Regions from separate parts of the Bombyx mori genome. Here region 2 is linked to region 1. A link is a contact called in public Hi-C data. All regions are on one chromosome and are shown on one strand. Each heading gives the region's core, a stretch centred on a gene start, on an enhancer-like site or on the middle of the called end of the contact. The rest is flanking DNA. Distances are from core to core; before and after follow the strand shown. Region 1 overlaps LOC101741810 (tensin-1). Region 2 overlaps LOC101741810 (tensin-1).

The links. A called contact is a pair of places that touch in the nucleus more often than the background predicts.
Region 2: a Hi-C map of midgut shows a contact between it and region 1, with 1.9 times the contacts expected there. The contact joins two enhancer-like sites. A contact is called at or near these places in 3 of 7 Hi-C or Micro-C datasets (midgut and whole pupa).

What each region holds. Positions count from the first base shown.
Region 1 is chr4:9,778,505-9,782,948 of ASM3026992v2, forward strand. The region is part of intron 3 of LOC101741810 (tensin-1); the gene reads left to right. Among protein-coding and RNA genes, the nearest start is that of TRNAM-CAU, 15 kb to the left of the region's middle. Within about 2 kb of position 1,762, at least 1 of the 8 cell types and tissues checked has open chromatin away from gene starts, as enhancers often do.
Region 2 is chr4:9,819,832-9,824,275 of ASM3026992v2, forward strand. The region is part of intron 5 of LOC101741810 (tensin-1); the gene reads left to right. Among protein-coding and RNA genes, the nearest start is that of LOC134198781, 18 kb to the right of the region's middle. Within about 2 kb of position 1,755, at least 1 of the 8 cell types and tissues checked has open chromatin away from gene starts, as enhancers often do.

The DNA of each region.
Region 1 (4,444 bases), core at 512-3,011:
TGATTATGGTCGAAAGTCGACTAAAGCGCGAACACTTGTTAAATAACCAAATATGTACAAGAATTCTGATAAGAGCTGATTCGAGATACGGCAACAAACAGCAAAAATGGCAGATAACCCCTGCTTGGGATTAATTAGTGTTTTTTCTCAAAGATATCTACAAAGATATAGTAAAAAAAAACACCTAGTGGAATTATATATATATATATATATAATAAATTAAATTGTAACATATTTTTTGTCTCTACAGTCTCTCTCCCCGAATTTTCCCGTAAATAACAAAGAGTTGTGACATGTTGAGTACATAATCATCTCGCTCGGTCATTAGTCAGTTGGGTAAAATGTGAGCATTGTCCAACTTCAGTAATTATTTGAGGAGCTTTACCAAGGTGAGATTGTTTGGCCATGACCATGTTTTTGTGATTTGCGTCAAAATATGGGCCTAAGTATATCAAGATATGATTCTCAATAAGGCGCTTAAGTTTTCTCATAAAACAATATTCAATAACTAACAATGTTCCTTTCAGTAACTGTCACTGGGTAATAAAGCTCCACCCACACAAATAATGGCTTAGAATGGCACGTTTCTAATTTCATCAGATCTGATGAAGGTCCGTTTCCTGGTACCTTTATTGCCTCTTTAAGAGAGTATGACATGTTCTGAGCCCCATGATAGTTTGGAGTTCTTTGAATGAAAAACCCTGTCTTCCATGTTCCATGTTTTTATGGTAAGACTAGCTAAATTTACGACGAAGTTTACGAAATTTACGATAAAGACACGTATTAAGAGTATTTTGTCAAATACACCAAACGAGTAATGTCCTTGGAGTCGGATAGCAACGCAGTAATTTGATAATATCAAGTTTTACGTGAAGGGAATACATATAAATCTAACCTCACGGCTCACACCAGAATAACAGATGTTCGGTTCATCAAAAATAATAAAATCTTTTTAACGTTGTAGATAAACATAAGAGCTTACGGCTTACATTTTTTATTTATTTATTGCCTAGGCGGGTGGGTGAGCTCACGGCCCACCTGATGTTAAGTGGTTACCGGAGCCCATAGACATCGTAAATGCCGTCACCTACCTTGAGCTATGAGTTCTAAGGTCCCAGTATAGTTACAACGGCTGCCTCACCCTTCAAGCCGAAACGCATTACTGCTTCACGGCAGAAATAGGCATTACCTGTCATTTAGTGGTTACATTATTAGCCTATAGGCGTTAAAAAACAAATGCTCACGCCAGCCAGCAATGCTCACGGATCGCTTGGAGCCTCTGGGTCTGCGGAGGGACTTCGGGTCCCTCTGTATTTTGTACCGCATGTTCCATGGGGAGTGCTCTGAGGAATTGTTCGAGATGATACCAACGTCTCGTTTTTACCATCGCACCGCCCGCCACCGGAGTAGAGTTCATCCATACTACCTGGAGCCACTGCGGTCATCCACAGTGCGTTTCCAGAGGTCTTTTTTGCCACGTACCATCCGGCTATGGAATGAGCTCCCCTCCACGGTGTTTCCCGAACGCTATGACATGTCCTTCTTCAAACGAGGCTTGTGGAGAGTATTAAGCAGTAGGCAGCGGCTTGGCTCTGCTCCTGGCATTGCTGAAGTCCATGGGCGACGGTAACCACTTACCATCAGGTGGGCCGTACGCTCGTCTGCCTACAAAGGCAATAAAAAAAAAGCCTTGAAATATAAGATCGAGTCCCAACGGTGTCGTACACATAAGGCCAGTACCATGTTTCAGATGTGAACAAATGACTGCTTCATGGCAGAGACAGGGAGGATAGTACCTACATGGTACCACCCTACGCAGAGCACACAATATGCTGTGCCATTATTATTTAAAGCTATATATACAAATATGTATGTGGGAGTGTTTTGTGAAGACCAGATCAGTACGTATTTGCTATGCGATTAGAAATTTTAAAACCTGTTTGCGGATTTTAATTCCCGACACAATCGCATCGAATCTTACCCATTAATTTCAAAAAACATTTATACAATGTTTTCGGATCGTATACATTTCATTTCGTCTGATGATTCAACAAACAAGTTTCCAATACGCCGCGTAGTTCTGTGAAATTTAAATTAGTCCTTTCATGAATTTCATGCAAATTGTACGCGGAGTACTGTAAGAATATCGCACCTTTAGAATTGAAGTGGCTTAATCCAAAATTCTCGTTTTTTTTTGTAAACGCCAAAAATGGAAATTGAATAATTTTTCAGTTTTGATTTTAATCTTTTAATTCTTAAAGCGCATAAGAAGGTTTAAGATATTCGCTTAATTTAAAAGAGACGGAAAGTGTACTTTGACATTTTCGAACTAAAATTTAAATTTAATTTATAATTTTAAGATTGTAATTGTATAAGCTGATAGAATACATGTTTATAAATTGTTCAAAGTATAAAACTCATTTTCTTAAAATTTTTAGTTAAACCACTTCAATACTAAAGGTGCTTGCTATATTTTGTGATACTATTTTGTTAGGTCGCACTTTACCTTGTTGTTTCATTTGCATTGCTAAGTAGAGACACCGCCTGACACCGGTGTACCAAATATACTAATAGGTACTTGCACTCCTTTAATAAAAACATTAAAATGTTTAATCTGTATAGATAGACATTGAATGTTGATCTACCATACCCGTTCTTGTAGACCGAATGGTAAACAATCGACATCGCCCTAAACACGTCATTACGGATGATGCTTTGCTACGTGCTTTTAGGTACCACAAGCACCGGTCACCGTCCTCGTCGAAACCGTCGCTTGCGACGAAGGGCTCGACGAGTGAATTAACCCATAGACACAGCCCACTGAGTTTCTCGCCGAATCCTCTCAGTGGGTCACGTTTCCGATCCTGTGGTAGATTCTGCGAAGCACTGCTCTTGCTAGGGTCAGTGTTAGCAACACTTCCGGCTTGAGCCCCGTGAGCTCACCTACATGTTAGGGTGAAGCTGAAATAACCTCTCAAGGCTATCAGCATAGGTAGGAAAAGAAAAAAGAAGTTGATCTACAACTCTCAGATTACCAAATCAGTTCCGCGCCGATTGATCAATATTGATGCGGAGAGGAAGCTGTCAAATATTATCTTAAGTACGTATGACAAAGCGATCAACCATATCTTATTAAGATTGAGTAAATACACTTGTTGCTCTCATGTATGTATATTCTCAATTACCTTCGAAGATATTTTTTTTTTCATTGCTCAGATGGTTGGACGAGATCACAGCCCACCTGGCGTTAAGTGGTTACTGGAGACCATAGACATCCACAACGTAAATGAGCCACCCACCTTGAGATATAAGTTCTAAGGTCTCAAGTATAGTTACAACGGCTGCTCCACCCTTCAAACCGAAATGCATCACCGCTTCACGGCAAAAATAGGCAGGGTGGTAGTACCTACCCGCGCGGACTCACAAGAGGTCCTACGACCAGTAATACTAATAATAATAATTATCTTCGAAGACAGACGAGTATACTATTCTCGTAATGGTTAGTGGTTATTGTTGTTCATCAACAGCACCTGGGATAAAGCCAAGAGGCAGTCTACCTATACTTTAAGCATTTGTACAATATAGTAGTTAAATTCTGCGTGTGTGTAATGCCCCTATGGTTTTCTTTTTCGATAAATATTAGCACTTTCAGGCTTGCTGTTAACTGCAAAATAATGTTACAATTCTATTCTTATATATTATGAACAATTTTAGATCTAATATCTCAAAACCGGACCTCGATTACTCGAACTTAACAAATTGAACATTTCTACTCACTAGTGTCTGTTATTCGATAATAAACATCAACAATTATAGAGTTCGACTCGTTTTATGTATTCAATTTAATTTTTATATTTACATTTGTGGCAAAATCTTACTATAAAAATATATTCTTAAAAATAATTATTATTAATGGATACCAAAGAAAATCGACTGATAAATACAGAAGAAAATGGTATTTTATTGTTATTTCCCTATATAAATAGGAACCAATGTACAAACATTGGCTTAGAAAATTACAAATCTGATATCGGACGCACTGATAACGATTCTATCATTTTAGATTCTGCTTAAAAGCTATTTTGCAAAAAACAGATACTACCTCATTCTCTGTCGTCATGTAAATCTCTCATTCTTATCATTCGACACTTCGAGATGCAATCGGAGAGTTTGTAATAAAGATTTCTGTGTTGAAGTTAGTATGCGGCACACATAGCACTTAGCAGAAAGACAACAGAACGGCGCCAAGGTGCGCCGGCACCTATGGTAATTGTTGAACATTGCGCTGTTGTTACGGAAACCGAGATCACTCGAGAACCGTTACTTGTGCCTTTTTAAATGTAAATTGAATCGTAAAGTGCTCGTAAATTTTAGTGTTCGGCGTAGGAGTGCGACTCGTACTGACTGGACACGCGAACCGATACTTTTGCTTGAAGTACTTACG
Region 2 (4,444 bases), core at 505-3,004, 41 kb after region 1:
AGATTTTTATTATACACATACATATATTTAATATACATCCACAACCCTGGAAAAGACATTTATATTTATCATACAAATATCTTCCCTTGGCGGGATTCGAACCCGCAACCCCCTTGTGAAGTGACCATGTCACTTACCACTATACCAGACGGCTAATGCGTGGCTGTCTGTTTTGATTTGAATTCAGTGACATTATCAAGGCAAATTCGCTGGAGCATATCCCCCCAAAGGTTGTGCCGACAATTTCCGTCGAAGCCGAGTAGCGGAAGAGCCCACGTAATGGCGTAATTGTGTTTTCGTATGACTGATGACCCCGTCGGCACCTATATCCGAATTCCTAATGTCTCGACATTTAGTGGAGTGTATTTAGAAGTAAAACTAACAACTGCGTTTCGCAATTTCCTTATCAATTGTCTACATAATTACCACATTGTTTTCGTAACCGATCTATTCAAATAATTCGTTTTTGTGATAATGCAATACTTTGGCTATGATGTTTTGACATTACTCGTTACTATTATAATGTTATTAATAATAATTTAAATTAATTATGTTGTTGTCTCATTGCATTAAATTACTAGATATATTCGAGGAAGTATCTATTAGAGATAGTGCTTTTGGTGTGGCGCTTACAGAGATCGTCTGTCTGGATAGGTAAGATGGGCAAGTATACCGGTTATTTCTGCCCTGAAAAAGTAATGCGTTCCGGTGTAAATAGACTCTGACGTCATATTAAGTTTTTTTTTTTTTTAGATGTGTGGACGAGCTCACAGCCCATCTTGTGTTAAGTGGTTACTGGAGCCCATAGACATCTACAGTGTAAATGCGCCACACACCTTGAGATATAAGTTCTAAGATCTCAGTATAGTTACAACGGCTGCCCCACCCTTCAAACCGAAACGCATTATTGCTTCACGGCAGAAATAGGCGGGGCGGTGGTACCTACCCGTGCGGACTCACAAGAGGTCCTACCGCCAGTAATTACGCAAATTATAATTTTGCGGGTTTTGATTTTTATTACACGATGTTATTCCTTCACCGTGGAAGTCAATCGTGAACATTTGGTTAAGTACGTATTTTATTAGAAAAATTGGTACCCGCCTGCGGGATCCGAACACCGGTGCATCGCTAGATACGAATGCACCGGACGTCTTATCCTTTAGGCCACGACGACGACCGAAGTTTAGTAACGGCGTCCACGTTGCTATGTCTATAGACTCGGTATTCGCTTAATATCAAGAGAATCGGATTAAGGTATCGACTTAATCACCATAAATAAAATTTTGAACACAAAAAACAAATTCGTATAGGTACATTCGTAGTTAATTTTTTTTACTTCTTACAAACGTGTGAAATAGTCTTTATCATCTGTACCATACTCTCACGCAAAAGATTACACATCCCCAAACGGGTATAATATATTAGTACATTTTCAACTTTGCTAAACGGGTATATTATATTAGTATTTTCAGCTTTGCTAAGTTATGCATGTGTAAAAATGACTTGCTTCGTACCGTATCTTCCTAAGTACTACTTGCGGTTAGCGGTCCCTTCACAATGTAATGGAATGTTAATAGCATGAAAGAGAACTATGTTTAACTCATAACTGATTACTTCAAAAACCGATCGTAACATTACTTCAAAGCCGATCACAAATATTTACTACGAATCTATAATGATTAGTATACACTCCGTGATGTTAAGTTTCTCGTGTGCCATTAAATGGCTAACAAAATCACACCGGTCTCATGAATTATGCAAACGTTCAAAGAAAGGGATACAAAGATGAAACCGTATTTCAGTTTCCGAAGTCAGAATGAATAATTTAGATTGCCAGGGAGTAGGGCTGTCAAGGAAAAATAAAGTGTATATTAATTTTTTTTTTTTTTAGACAAGTTAATTTAGTAAGTTACGTAAGTTAAGCTAAGTTAATTTTTCAATATTTTTTTGAGTTAAGAGTGTTTTTTATTTAATAAGGTTTTGCCAAACCCCACTTTTTTGTTATAAAATATCTTCCTTTGAAGGCAACCCTAACTTGACACGAGAATATTCGAATTACATGAGTATACTGAATACAAATAATAGATACCATTCAGGATATCATGATTTTTATTCTCCTTACTTTAAATACGCGTATACAATAATTTCAATAGTTTCATTGAATACTGTGTTATGTCACTGTTACAAATGTCGCGGATACAATTACGTAAAGAAAGAAAATAATGAAATCTGTTTTGTATTTTCACATCTTATTTGCATGCCGTCACCTAGTCAAGTTGTTTGTCGAGTTCGACTCGAACGTATAATACGTATGTAACTTGCAGATACAGTGGAATTCAAATGCCTAGCAAAGTCACATTGAATCGCAAGTGAGCATTGCAAGTAGAATAATGACTATTCAAGTGACAATGTAGATCTCACTACGGTGTTGTAATACCGAGTAAAGAGTCCAAGGATTAATGAAAGTGAAAAATGTACGTACAGTTTTTTTTGGTACCTTCGATGGAAGACGAGCGTACGGCCCTCCTATTGAAGAATGACCAATATCGTTCACAGATTCAGCATGGCTAGGGACACTACGATACTGTAACGCCAACCGACATTTTCTGTAGAGGCAGCGCGAGCCCGCACTGGTAGGTTCCACCACTCTTTCAATTTCTGCTTGTAATCATTAAAGGATGGGAAAACTCTTAAGATAGACAGTTGAGACTTCGAGTGTCAATGTTGGTGTCAGCATTCCCATTCTTACGTGCCTGGACTCCGATGACTACAAGTAGAATATAAAATCCTATACGTACATAAATAGTTTTGTAAAATTGTTATAAATTACGGAAATTACCTTATCGTGAGTGATACGCGGGACCGATATAATATAACAAACGTATACGAGATTGGATCCTTTCGTTTCGTATCAATATTATTCAGATGAACAATCTGTTTTTGTTTATTACCGATCGGCCTTTTTTTGGGTTATCTGATATTTTTCGTTTATTTTGAATTCATCGCAACGCACAGGGGCGGTAGGTGTTCTTTTTTTTGTAAAATATTTTTCCTGAAATTCCGACCTCGTGAAAAACGGTAATGTTCTTAAATATGATTGATTGATTTCATAGTGGCAGAAGAATAAATTTTTAAATTTATCCCGCAACATTCGATAATTTTACAATTTAACTAGCGGGTCTGATCAACTTTTTTTTTATTGCCTTTGCAGGTAGACGAGTACACGGCCCACCTGATGGTGAATGGTTACCGTCGCCCATGGACTTCAGCAATGCCAGGGGCAGAGCTAAGCCGCTGCCTACCGCTTAATACTCTGTGGATGCGTAAATGTTGTCTTGTCGTGAAAATAATAAAACAATCTTGGAATTCGACCGTAGCGCTACCTAAGGTGTCCAATTTTGAATCTAAACCTTACAACGACCTGTTCAAATATACCAAAAAAATCATCAAAATCGGGTCAGCCATTTAGCAGCTAAATGACAAATATACGTGTAAATGATAGAAATGTCTATATTTAAATAAACATTTATATACATACTTATTAATATTGTATACTTAACATATAACCTGACATATGTTCACGCAAAGTTCAGAAATTAGCAAAAACATCATGTAACAATATAATAAGAGACTCGATATTATATCGTAAATCCTAACCTTCCGAAACTAATTCAGTTCAATTATATTATAATCACACGAATCATTTATACTGCATGACTGCTTTAATTCAGAAATTGGCAAATGACCACAGGGACCGGTGCAAACACACGCTATATCCAAACACCACAAAAAAACTTAAAATAATGTTTTTATGCCTTGACTAAGTAGAACAATAACACTTTATCAGCATATTTGAGATAAAATCTTTTAGGTGAACAACAGGTTTTGGAACCGAAACTAACAGTTGTGTCACTCATAGCTATTTGACCTGTGTAATAAGATTGAACGCGCATATCTTTATATCAGCATGTGTTTTCACTTTACAATTACGTCGCTGACGTAGGAGACCACCCACCGAAGACGCGCGATAGAGATCACGGGCGTCAGGTGTTGGGGCATAGGTTACTAGCACCGCTATTAATAAAGTTCGACATTTGAACAATGGGCCTGAAACTAAATTTTATTCAAAGTAACAGAAAGCCCGACGATATCGCAGACATTCATCGAACAGAATGTTTTAGGGTCTTTATTATATTCACAGGCGTATCTATAAATAAAGATGCAATTCTCCATTGATAATTATCAGAGCTTACAGTCAACGCATGAATGCCACCACTCGCTTTGAGGCAATAAGATCTAAAAGTCAATAGGATTGAAATAACGGCTGTTCAATCAATCGAACCGAAATGAATGATTTCCTTGTTGTACAAATATGTGGTACTAAATCACACGGACTTACAACACCTTTGAAGATCCCCCTGAAGATAGCATTACTACGGGTGAA